2 separate regions of the Sus scrofa genome follow, and region 1 is linked to region 2. Evidence: chromatin contacts called from public Hi-C data. All regions are on one chromosome and are shown on one strand. The core of a region is the stretch at or near the end of the contact, and the rest is flanking DNA. Distances in the headings are between cores, read along the strand shown. Region 1 has its middle 110 kb from the start of DLL1. Region 2 holds the start of DLL1 (delta-like protein 1).

Region 1 (5,651 bases), core at 1,677-4,176, 110 kb after region 2:
ATGTCTAATTTGAAAAACTAAGTCAGATTGTTGAGCCACTTGATCCTTTCCAGGTACGAAACCGCTTGGTCAGTGTGGGATGAGCGGCAGCTTCAGCTGCCGTGTCTAGACCCACCTCTGAAGAGCCAGGTGGCAGAACTCGGACCTCGGTCCCTCCACGTGGCACCTTCTCACTGCTTTTATCCCCTCCCCCGCACCCATATCCTACCTCTCCTTCGTCCCAAGTGTGAAGATCTTTTTGGGGACACTTGTGTCCAGAGAAGCCCCTTCCCCATCACAGGCCCAGGACTCAGTCCTATCAGCACCACTCAGCCTTTTCTGACTGCATAAGAGAGGCGAGGGGCTCTGGGCGGGCCCTGAAAAGCCACGAGGGGCTCCCCCTTCCCCGGAGGCCACGTGGTCCTGGAACCCCCCCTTCCCCTGGAGGCCGCGTGGTCCTGGGACCCCCCCCTTTCCCCTGGACACCGCGTGGTCCTGGGACCCCCCCTTCTCCTGGAGGCAGCGTGGTCCTGGAACCCCCCCTCCATATGTGTCGGCTCGGCTGTGAGAGGACTGTGGGGGGCAGAAAGACCTCGGGAAACTCTTACGGCCTCTCTGTTCTTGAGGCAGCTAAGGGGACAAGACCAGGCCATGTGGGTGATGTGCCCGCATGGCATCCATAGCGCGTGTTCAGCCTTCATCCGTCACCGTCAGGGCAGTCAGCAGCTGCGGGTGCTGGGGTCCCTCCCGGAGCACTTGCTCTGCCCGCACAGGGCTCAGCCTCCCCGCATTCCGCGCAAGGCCTGTCATCCCAGATGGATGCCTGGACTCCCAGGGGGACCCGGGTGGGAAGATTCTTCTTTTGAAATGAATATGCAAGTTCTTAGAAGGTGGTACTAAATTAGCACCAGCTTTATCTTGGCTGTAAGTTGATTTCTCATTCTTTGGGTTTAAGATTCCATCCCAAGCCTATAATTACTTCCCTGAAATAGGCTTTTATACCCTAAATGGCCAGACATTGTGTCCCCGGTCCTTTATCTTGATTAGAAATGGATCCCATGTTTTAGTAAGTTTGTCGGGCAGCGCCTCACCCACTGAAGCAGCAGGTGTGGCCATAAGCCCTTGGTTCCCGAAATAGCCTCCCCCTCCCTCTCCCCCACCCACCGCACCGCTGTGTGTTCAGTCTCAAGGGGACCCATGTGCAGTTGCAGAGCTGAGTCTTTGTCCCTCTCTTTGCTCGTCTGACAGTGTGTCTCTGTGGACTCAGGAGCAGAGCCGCGGGGCCTGGCTGGAGAGTCAGAGGAGACGCACACGCGTAGGAGGAGAGGCACTGCCTGAGGCCTGGGGATGCGGCCACGCAGCAGCAAACGGGAAGGAGGCCCCATTTCCACAGCACCTGGGTGCTCAGTCCTGATCACACCCACTTCTAGGCGTGTGATGTCAGCTAGGCCTGCACGTTGCTTTGAAAGAAGCCCACGCCCCCGTGGGGTGAGCAGACCCCTCCTGGGGTGAAGATGCTTCTCTGGACAAGCGACATGTTCTGTGCCTGGAAGGTCCCAGCAGGACACGTGAGTGCGGCTAAGGGAGACCCCAGCCTTCTCCTCTGATGTGGTTTCCCAGCCCAGGGGTTTTGAGGGGGCATCTGTCCTGGGTAGCCTCCAGAAGATGCACCCCTGCGTCAGTGAGGGTAAGCTAGGCCCTCACTGTGGCTTCCATGTCATGGGCTCCAGAATATGACCTTGGATGAATAAAGATGTCTATGAAAAGTTACAAAAGAGACCGCCAAGCCCAACTGGCTCCATTTGCAATACTGGAAGGGACGGCTCGGTGGCCTCTCTGACCTGTGCATCAAGCATGTGGGAACTTCGTGGTCTCCGTGGCTCACGGGGGCTTGAGCCAGGTTCTCTGTCGGTGCCGGGAGGGAGGTGAGCACGAGGGTGCTCAGCGCTGGCTCAGCGCTGGCTGAGGACGAGGCTCAGCGCTGGCTGTGCAGCCGTGGTGGCAGCTTCGAGTCAGAGGCTCTGCCAGGGGCTCCTGAAGCCCAGGAGTCGAGAAGAGTGTCCACTTCTTCTCGGCCCCAGGGGAGGATGGCGTAAGTCCTGCCTCCCTGCTGAGGGACACGCCAAGCTTGGCCAGAAACCCGACCTAGCTCCAGAAGGACCTGCAGCCGGGCGCCGTTCTAGAATGTACCCAGGGCGCCAGGCACCTGCCCTCAGGAAGCTTGGGCGGGATCCCTCCCTTCCTAAAAGCCTGGATGGCCCACAAGGCCCTGCCCAGGAAGTGAGGGCACCTCTGACCTCGGGGGGCAGACACCTGTACCCCTTCTAAAGCACAAGCATGGCCTTGCAGGAAGGAGGGGCACTGGGGGCGATGCCCCGGGGATGGAGGGGACAGAGAAGGTCCGGCTGCCCAGGATGGACGAGGAACACGTGGATAAGCCAAGACGGTGCCAACACCTGTAGGGCACAGACCCCAGAATGAAGCTTGTGGAGTAAAGAAGGGAGGTTAGTGGGGTTTTAAATGAACGGGGGTGGGAGCTGTTCGTGGCCCCCCCTTTGATGGGAAAGCCAGGTGCAAGAGAAGGGGGAGGTGAGCAGTGGGCACCCATGGAGCTTGTGAGCCTGGGCCAGCCTCTCTACCCGCTGCCCTTGACTAAAGGAGGACGTGTCGCTCTCCCTAGCAGTGAGCCTGGTGCACCTGTGCATCTCGTGGCAGTGCATACCCAGCCTTCTTCGTTCTGGGTTTTGGTGGTGGATTAACAAGTAAACTGGACACTGGGGCAGGAAAGAGGAGCAGCAAAGACCAGGGACGGGTCAACTTGGGGCCTCCCGGGCACAGAGATGGACCTTTCTGAAGTTCTAGCGGTGGGCTGGCAGCCAAATGCTCCCAGTGCCCTGCCGAGCAGAGCTGCTGATTCATCGCAGATAATTAGAACTTCGACTGTGTCAGGGATCCGCGCCACTAGGCTGACGCCCCCCCCTTCCTTAACAGGGAAGCAGGTCACAGGGTAACACAACAGGATCAAGTCACAATGGGAGTCAGTGCCCAGCTCCTGCCAGGCCAGCCAGAGCCAGTTCTGGGGGCCGGAGGCGCTCTGAGCTGGGCAGAGCAGGGCCAGGAGGGAGAGGAGAATGAGCCTGCCCCAGGCCCAGGCCCAGACCCAGCAGGAGGGCTGGGGAACAGGCTGGTCCTGCAGAAGTGACCTCTCGGAGCTTGGGGCTCCTGTGCAAGTGGGGGTGGCTCACGGTACCGCCGAGGAAACCAGCTGTCCTCTTGCCAGTATCTTCCAGAAGCTCAACCTCTACTTCCGATCCCTTAAACCAGGAACATGAGAACCCCAGCCGGGGCCGGCTCAGGCTCCCTGGACACCCTCTGATGGGAGACAGCATCTTCCAGGGGGAGCAGGAAGCTGCAGGGTTGGCCTTGGGGAGGAGGGGCAGCCGTGAACACTTCTCGGGTGGGCGGGCTCGGCCCACCTGCAGGCAGCCTGCCAGCCTTGGAGGGAGAGAAGGACTTGGTAAAGAGGAGGCCCTGGGCGGCCTGGAGATGACAAACCCTGCTTCCTGGATGTGCGGGCCTCTCGGCCGAGGTGCCTGAGGCTTCGCCCAGAAAACCAGGCCAAAGACAGAAGCCAAGGCCCGTTGTAGCAAACGGAGAGCAGACACAGAGTGAGCACCACCGGCTCCCAGGGCTGGTGGTGACAGGGCTTCGATCCACAAGGAGGATTTTCTGAAGGAGGTTCTTGGTTGGCGGGGGCCTCCCTTGCCCTGGGCCTCCCCCGGCGCAAGGGGCCAGCGACAGCAGAGGGCCAGCCTTGCTTTCCAAAGTAAGTTCTTCCCTAAATAACTCGGCAAGGAGACGAAAAGTCCCTTTCTGGTCTAGAAGATGCAGATCACCTGGACTTACTGGGAGAGGCGACTTCTGTCTCAGCTCAGCTGAAGGGCGAGGCTGGACACCTGTGCTGGGCTTAGCTGGACCTTAAGGCCAGAGGCTCCGGGCCGGCGTGGCTGCCCAGGATCACAGGGCCAGGGGGAAGGCGGGACCCCTGTCCTTCTGGCCCAATGACAAGAAGCCACAGCCACAAAAATCCACAGGGCCCCTGAGCCCCCGGCCCAGGATTTCTCAGCGCCCGGCTGTCCCCCGGGACGTGCCTGGGGGGTGTCTGTACTGGCTCGGTGCCTCTGTCTCCAGGCTCAGTCTCAGGGATGCACACAGCCTCCAGCTCCTGAAACATAATACCCACCCGGAGGCCGCGCTGTGTCCTCTTGGCTCCCCCTCGGTCTCACTTTAACTTTCCGCAGGCAATTGGGCAAAATCACTCCCCAGGGCAAGGCTGGGTTATATGAGGTCTGCATCCTGCCCCTCGGAGCCGTGCACTCGCACCAGCAGGAGAGTGGCATTGGCCTCAGCAGAATTTCTCACTCGTAATTTTTTTTTAGAAGAATACACAAATGTTTCTCTTCTTTAAAAAATCCACTAAGGCAAAGGAAACAAAGCAAAAATAAACAGACGAGACCTAATTAGACTTAAAAGCTTTCGCACAGCAAAGAAAACCATCCACAAAAATGAACAGACAATCCCCGAATGGAAGGAAATATTTTCATATTACACAACCAGATAGGAGTTAACATCCAAATTACCTAAACAGCTCATACAGCTCAATGTCCAAACCCAGTTAAAAAATGGGCAGGAGACTTGAATAGATATTTTTTTCAAAGAAAACATATGGAGGCCAACAGGCACAAGAAAAGGTGCTCGGTCTCACTCATCAGCAGAGAGATGCAGCTCAAACCCACACTGAGGTACCTCGCACCGGTCAGAATGGCCATCAGCAAAAAGACACCAAATACCAAAATGCTGCAGGGGGTGTGGAGAAGAGGGAACATTCGGATCCTATTGGCGGGAATGTATTTAGGGCAGTCACTATGGAAAACAGTATGGAGGGTCTTGGAAAAATTTAAAATAGAACTACCTACAACCCAGGAATTCCACTCCTGGATATAGATCCCAAAACCCTCAAAACTCTAATTCAAAAAGATCCATGCACCCCAGTGTCCGCAGAAGCACTCTTCACAATAGCCAGGACATGGAAGAGACTTACGTGTCCCCCAACAGATGAATGGATTCAGAAGATGTGGCACATATATACAATGGAACAGCACTCAGCCACAGAAAGAATGAAATCTGGCCCGTGCAGCAACGCGGATGGGCTCGGAGGCAGTTCCGCCAAATGCAAGACGTCCGACAGAGAAAGGAAACACTGTACAGTGTCGCTTTCACGTGAGATCTAAAAAAGTCAACAAAGCGGCGAGTGACACAGAAAAAGCAGACTCGCAGAGAAGCGACTCGTGGTCGGCTGTGGAGCGGGAAGAGGAGGGATTGGGGGCAGAGGCCGCTGGGCATAAAATAAACAAGCCGCAATCGTGTCAGGTACAGCGCAGGGAACGGAGCCTGCGTTCTGGCGACGGCAAAGCGAGGATAAGCTTCCAAACTGCTGAGTCACCACGTTGTGACCTGAAACGTACATGTAATATTGTGTATCAACTCTACCTTAGTAAAAAGAAAATCCAGGCTTTTCGAATTTCGCCACAGGCAAGCCGTCCGGTGGCAGGTGTAGAGCGCAGCCTGACGAGGCGTCCGCTCCTCGCCCTGGTGCTGCCAGGGGTCTCCCC
Region 2 (5,698 bases), core at 2,161-4,660:
ACTTGCTTTAGGTTCCCTTCATCTTCTTTTTCAAATAAGCTGGCATGTTTGATCAACACCAGATTTTCTGCCTGGAAGTTTTTCATTTTCTTGTTCTAAACAAGGACCCTAATTCTTCTAAGGAATTAGAGAACCTCTCTGTTGGGTATACAGTATTCAGTTGGTCTAAGAAAACACAAACTCCACTCAAGTCTCCAGACTTGTTTACACAGAAAACTGAACCTGGGGCTGGCTTAGAGTCTGGAGCCTATTCTAGGCATTGTTTGCTGCAATCTGCCCAGACCCTCCTCCCTCCAGTCACAACCTGCACCCCACACACATCTCCGGAATAGAACCTTTCTTTAGCCCAGGGGGGTGGAGACAGATTGGGTGACCAGAGTTATAGCTTACATTCACCTCTGAGGATGGGCGTATTTAATTTGGTAAAAGGATGGTCGTGAGGTGTTTATTTCCAAGTGGCCTAATAAAATGGTGGGTAAAATACTTAGGGTCTCCAACAAACAGAAGTCAGCTGTAGCTGTTGTGGCCATGGTTCTGATTATACAACCGAGGCTACCCGGGCCGCTGGGGTCATTCAGGCCATAAGCTATGCATGCTTGGCAAAAATAAAACACCAACACCAGGCGGCAAATCCCTCTCTCCACTCCTATGTCTGATATATTGGGTGCCTTCTAAGCCCTAATGAGCCTCACTTTGTACAGTAAATTTGCCGAGACATCAAAAAGTATTTAAAAGAAAGTTTCCTGCTTTTTCCTAATGAGCAAGGTGAGGATTTATGGTGTGTGGGGAGGAGGGACTCTGGCTGCTATGGCCAACATGGAGGCAAGTCTATTTAACATACTCTAGCTTAAGCTCCCTCCTGCATTTGGGGGGTTCAGAGCGCTTAGTTGCAGGAGTATACAGACATGCAGTTAGGGAGTGAAAAAACGCCATTTGGTTCGGAGCAGATGGCTGGCTAGGGGGCTGATGGCGTCTAAAGGCGTGTCATCCCCCTTCAGCCTGAATCCCTAAGGGCTCCCCTTGTCTTTCCAATCAATGAAAATTAAAGTGCAAAGAAAGGATGAATAGTTGGACCTCGAGTCTCTCCTTTGTTCATCTCAGCTACTGGTGTGCAGGAGTTAAACTACAACAGACTCCTATAGAAACACTGAAGTTAAACAGTCTCCCAGCTCAGCTTTGAAAGGGAGAGGGGGAGAGGAACCAACATAGGGTGGGTGGAGAGAGAGAGGGAGAGAGAGAGAGGGAGGGAGGGAGGGAGAGAGAGAGGGAGGGAGAGAGAAGAGGAAGAATAAAGTAGAGGAAAGAAGAGCAGGAGGAGGAGGAAAGACAAGAAAAGGGCTTTCTGCTTGATTTCCCCAATACAGAATTGTGTGGCATAAATTAAGTTGGAAAAGAATGAACGCTTTGGGCAGGATTCTGATGGATTTTACGATGCCTTTCAGTTCCGCTTTGCCGCCGTAATCGAGAAATCTGTGCCATGTCAATTTAACAAATACTTGATACTGAGGGGGGTTTGTTAAAGATTTGGGGCAGGTCTTCCCGCCCCCCCCCCAAGGTTTAAGCCCTTGCGCGTGGAACTTTTATTTCAGTTTTCTAAAAAGGCATTCAAATAAGCCTGTTTCTCACTTCCATTTTCTAATTAAAAGGTTCCTGATATTTCATTTCTTACTGAAATCTAGTCTCAGTCTCAGAGCACAGAGGATTTAGAACTCACATTCCTTTCTTCTTTTGCCCTCTCCTGCTCCAGGAACTGCCTCACCTCTCTCCCACCCACCTCTCCCCCCCACCCCCACCTTCCTTGCAGTAGGGAGCAGAGCTCTCAGAAATGAGCTTTCAGAGGAAACATGGATATAGTGAAAAAAGGATGCTGACACTAGGTGGCAAGATTAAATTAGGATTCGATCTGGCCCGGTCCTGTGGTGATGCAGCGAGTCCTTGCAAAATCCCCACAGGGCGGCCACACTTGTACTGCCACCATCATGGGGGGTGGGGCAGAGCAGGTTTTGAAGTCTCCATTTGTTCTGCACCAAACTGTATGGGGTTCTTGTGGGGTCCAAGTCTGCCTTTCTCACTTCAGCCTTAAACATTATACACGCATTACTTTCAATTCATTCTTTGCTCCCTCGGGAAGCAGCAGTGGAACAATTAAAATCTGTTGATCCTGAATCTTGACAGGTATTCGGGAGCCTGCTGCCTAACTAGTGGAGGGATGGCCCTAGACTTCAACTGATTTTTAGATTTGCTGTCTACTGTGGTTTTACTTGGTATTTGAGAATTTTCCTTCTTCTTGTTCATTAGACGGTACACTGTGATCTGAACATCTGCTGCAATGACAGTCACATTTTGCCAGGACAGTGCACGTTCTCACCAGTAAGGTGGCTGTAGCACTCCTATAGCGAGGCTGTTGTGGCCCGGCGCCCTGGAGCTGTGCTGCCAACAAAGTGGAGTTTACTCCAGCGCTCACACCTTTCCTCCGGATGAAGCTGCCCTAGGTGTCGGGGAGGGGGAGGTCAAGGGAGGAGCAGATATGGGTGGGATAGAAGCCGCCCAGCACGAAGCTGGATGCCAGAGTAGGAGTCCATGGCCCACCTTAATTCTGCATCGCGGCCGCAAGCATGAGAGCAATTTAGATCCTCATTGTGTGAAACGTGTGTTCTCGGCCCTCCCAATAAACTCATTTCCCTTTAAAAAAAATGAAAACAAAAGTTCTAGTGTCTGATGGACGTGTAAAAACCTAATAAGGTGATGGTTGTGCAAAGGTTGCGGGTTGGGGGGGCAGGCTGGAGGGTCTTTAGAACATGTGCCGGACATTGTTGCAGAGGCCGCGGCGCGCGCGGAGGGGAGCTCTTTCTCTCTGCATTGTGCGGGGAGCAGGTGCGGTCTGCATTACCATACAGCTGAGCGCACAAAGAGCCACTGATTCAGCCTCGCACAATAACAGACTGCCTTAATGACAGCCACGCGAACGACACACACCAAACTCACTTTTTACCAAGCAGAGGGAGGCCGAGGGGGGAATACCCAGGAGAGAGGTCCTGGGGACCCCGGAAAGGTGGCGGCGGCCGAGAATCGAGCCCGGAAGGGTGTGTGTATTGGGGATGGAGGGGAGGCGGTAGTTTACTGCGTCAGGATCCCCCCGCAGTGGGGGACGCGCTACCCGGACCCCGCCCCCCAGCGGCTGCGGATTGGTGCGGGAACACCCCAGGCGCGAGGCAACAGGGTCCCCGGGGCGCCGCGCTCGCTTCTGCGTTCCCAGACGCGGAGTCGCGGTCCTCGTCCGGGAGACGTCTGGGTGTCAGACCTTCCCAAACTTCCCGAAACTGCCGCTGCGCTCTCGCCACCCTCTGCCCACTGCTCGGGCCCGCCCCCTCCCTCTTGTGCCCCGGTCCCCCGCCCCGGAGACTCCTCCTTAGGAAGAGGCTGCCCGGGAGAAGGGGCGGCCCACCGGGAACTGGGCCTCGGACTTCGCACCCGCCCCCCCAGGCCCCGGCCGCGGCCAGAGAGCGGGTCGGAGGCGGGCGCCGCGGCGACGGGAGAGTTCCCCAGGCCGGACGCGGCCTCACCCGCCGGGTTGCTCGCGGCGGGGCAGGGGCGCAGCGCCGCCCCCGCGCGTCCCCGGGCCTCTACGAGTCTGAGGCCGGGAGGAAGCGCCGAGGAGCCCGGGCGGCGGCACCAGCCTCGGGCGCAGAGGGGATTCTTGCGGTGAACATTTTGCAGGAATGTAAATGAGTGCGTTTCGTGGGATGGGGGGGCGGGGGCGGGGGCAGGGGAGGGCCGAGGGCGGGGAGGGTGGGGGCGGGGAGGAGGGTTGCACATTTTACAGCTCACTGACCATTTGGCGAGCCATTGAGAGGAGGGTTTGGAAAAGTGGCTCCTTTGTGACAGCTCTCGCCAGATTGGGGGGCTGCTCATTTGCATCTCATTAGCCATGCGGGCGGCCGGCTGGATATAAGGCGGCGGCGCGGGGTGAGCTCGAGCCCCTGCGCGCCCGCGGAGCCCCGGCCGGCGCCGCACCCGACGCGCAGCCTGGCGCGCAGCCTTCGCCGCGACCCGGTCCTAGACCCCGGGTGTTGACCTGGATGGCACTGGCTGGGTCCCTGGGAAAGACTCAGGTCCAGGGCGCTTCCCGGACCACGGCCGCCGAGTGAGCCAGCCGGGCCGCACCCGCGGGTGCTCGCCGGCCTCGGATTACCGCCTCGCGCGTGGGATTTCCAGAACGCAGCTCGCTAATCGGACTCGCGGGCAGCTCTGCAGCTCCTTGGGAATTGAGCTAAATATTTGGACGTTTCCTCTCCCCCTTTTCTTTTCTTTCTTTCTCTTTTCCTTTTTCTTTCTTTCTCCTTCTCTTTTTTTTTTTTTTTTTTTCCTGCGAAGAAGCTTAAGACAAAACCAGGAAGCAGACGACCCCTACCTACTGGTGGCTTGGAAGAAAGAGGGGAAAACCGAAAGTTGCTGCTCCAGGAGCAGTCTCTTCCAGGAGCCTTTTTCTCTCGTGCATCCCCGGAGCTGCCATCGTCTCCGCTGGGCGGATCTAAGGGACCTCGGCTTCCAAAGGAGCCGGAGACGGACCCTCGAGGAGAGAAGCCCGGATTTTACCAGCCGGAGGCAAAGCGGCCGCTCTCTCCCGCCCACGCTCCTGGGGGCACCTTCCTCCCCAAGCATTCCCTGCTGACTTAAGAAGAAGGGGACGCGAAGAGAGCGAGCGCGTCCAGCGGTGCACCATGGGCCGGCGGTGCGCCCTGGCCCTCGCCGTGCTTTCGGCCCTGCTGTGCCAGGTAAGTTGCCAGGTGAAGTCCCCAGGGCCGCGCTGTCCCGCAGGCTGCCCGCGGGGTGCCCCGGAGCCCTGTGCTGTCAGGTGGGGACCCGGGGCGCAGACCCTGAGGGGCACTGGGCCGAGGGCAGGACGCGGCAGGGCGGGCTCCCGGCGCGCAGAGCCCCACGCCCTGACCTCCCCCGCAGGTCTGGAGCTCCGGGGTGTTCGAGCTGAAGCTGCAGGAGTTCGTCAACAAGAAGGGGCTGCTGGGAAACCGCAACTGCTGCCGCGGAGGCGCGGGGCCGCCGCCGTGCGCCTGCAGGACCTTCTTCCGCGTGTGCCTCAAGCACTACCAGGCCAGCGTGTCTCCCGAGCCGCCCTGCACCTACGGCAGCGCTGTCACGCCGGTGCTGGGCGTCGACTCCTTCAGCCTCCCTGACGGCGCGGGCGCCGACCCCGCCTTCAGCAACCCCATCCGCTTCCCCTTTGGCTTCACCTGGCCGGTGAGCGCCGCACCTGCGGGGGCGGGGCGGGCGGGGCCGGCGGCAGGTGGGGAAAGAGGCGACGACCTGCCCGGCTCGGAACTCCTGCGGGGGCGCGCGGGTGGGCCCGGGCGGGTGGGAGCCGCGGTCTCAGAGCCCGGGGATACCGATTCCACGCCCGGAATGACCTGCAGGCGGCGGGGCGGGTTGTGGGATGACAGCGGGGTAGAGTGGACAGAGAGGCCGAGGACCGGGGACATTTCCGTATCCGGTCTCTGTGCCTAGCTCTCAGGTTGAATGGGCCCCTTCACGTGGGAAAGTTCTAGTTCCCCAGCTCCCGGACCCGCTGGTCGTTCTGTCACCCTCTTAGCCTGACAGTTCGCAGTCCAGTCCCCTCTGCAGGGTTCCTTTGCCGGAAGAGTGCACACAACCCCCTCCAGGCCCTCCTGCTCCGCGCTGTGTT

What was found. A called contact is a pair of places that touch in the nucleus more often than the background predicts.
Region 1: a Hi-C map of skeletal muscle shows a contact between it and region 2, with 2.5 times the contacts expected there. The contact joins the enhancer-like site here to the promoter of DLL1 in region 2. A contact is called at or near these places in 1 of 5 promoter capture datasets (liver), 3 of 47 Hi-C or Micro-C datasets (fibroblasts, liver and skeletal muscle) and 1 of 2 datasets of contacts at active chromatin or transcription factors (skeletal muscle).

The regions. Positions count from the first base shown.
Region 1 is chr1:301,930-307,580 of Sscrofa11.1, forward strand. No RefSeq gene overlaps it. Among named protein-coding and RNA genes, the nearest start is that of DLL1, 110 kb to the left of the region's middle. Within about 2 kb of position 2,927, at least 9 of the 83 cell types and tissues checked have an H3K27ac peak or open chromatin away from gene starts, as enhancers often do. A contact at or near this core is called in skeletal muscle, where this site is marked.
Region 2 is chr1:195,405-201,102 of Sscrofa11.1, forward strand. It overlaps DLL1 (delta-like protein 1), which reads left to right and starts at 3,411. Exons shown (of 12, transcript XM_021085522.1): 1 at 3,411-3,729; 2 at 4,378-4,775; 3 at 4,960-5,256. The coding sequence starts at 4,722.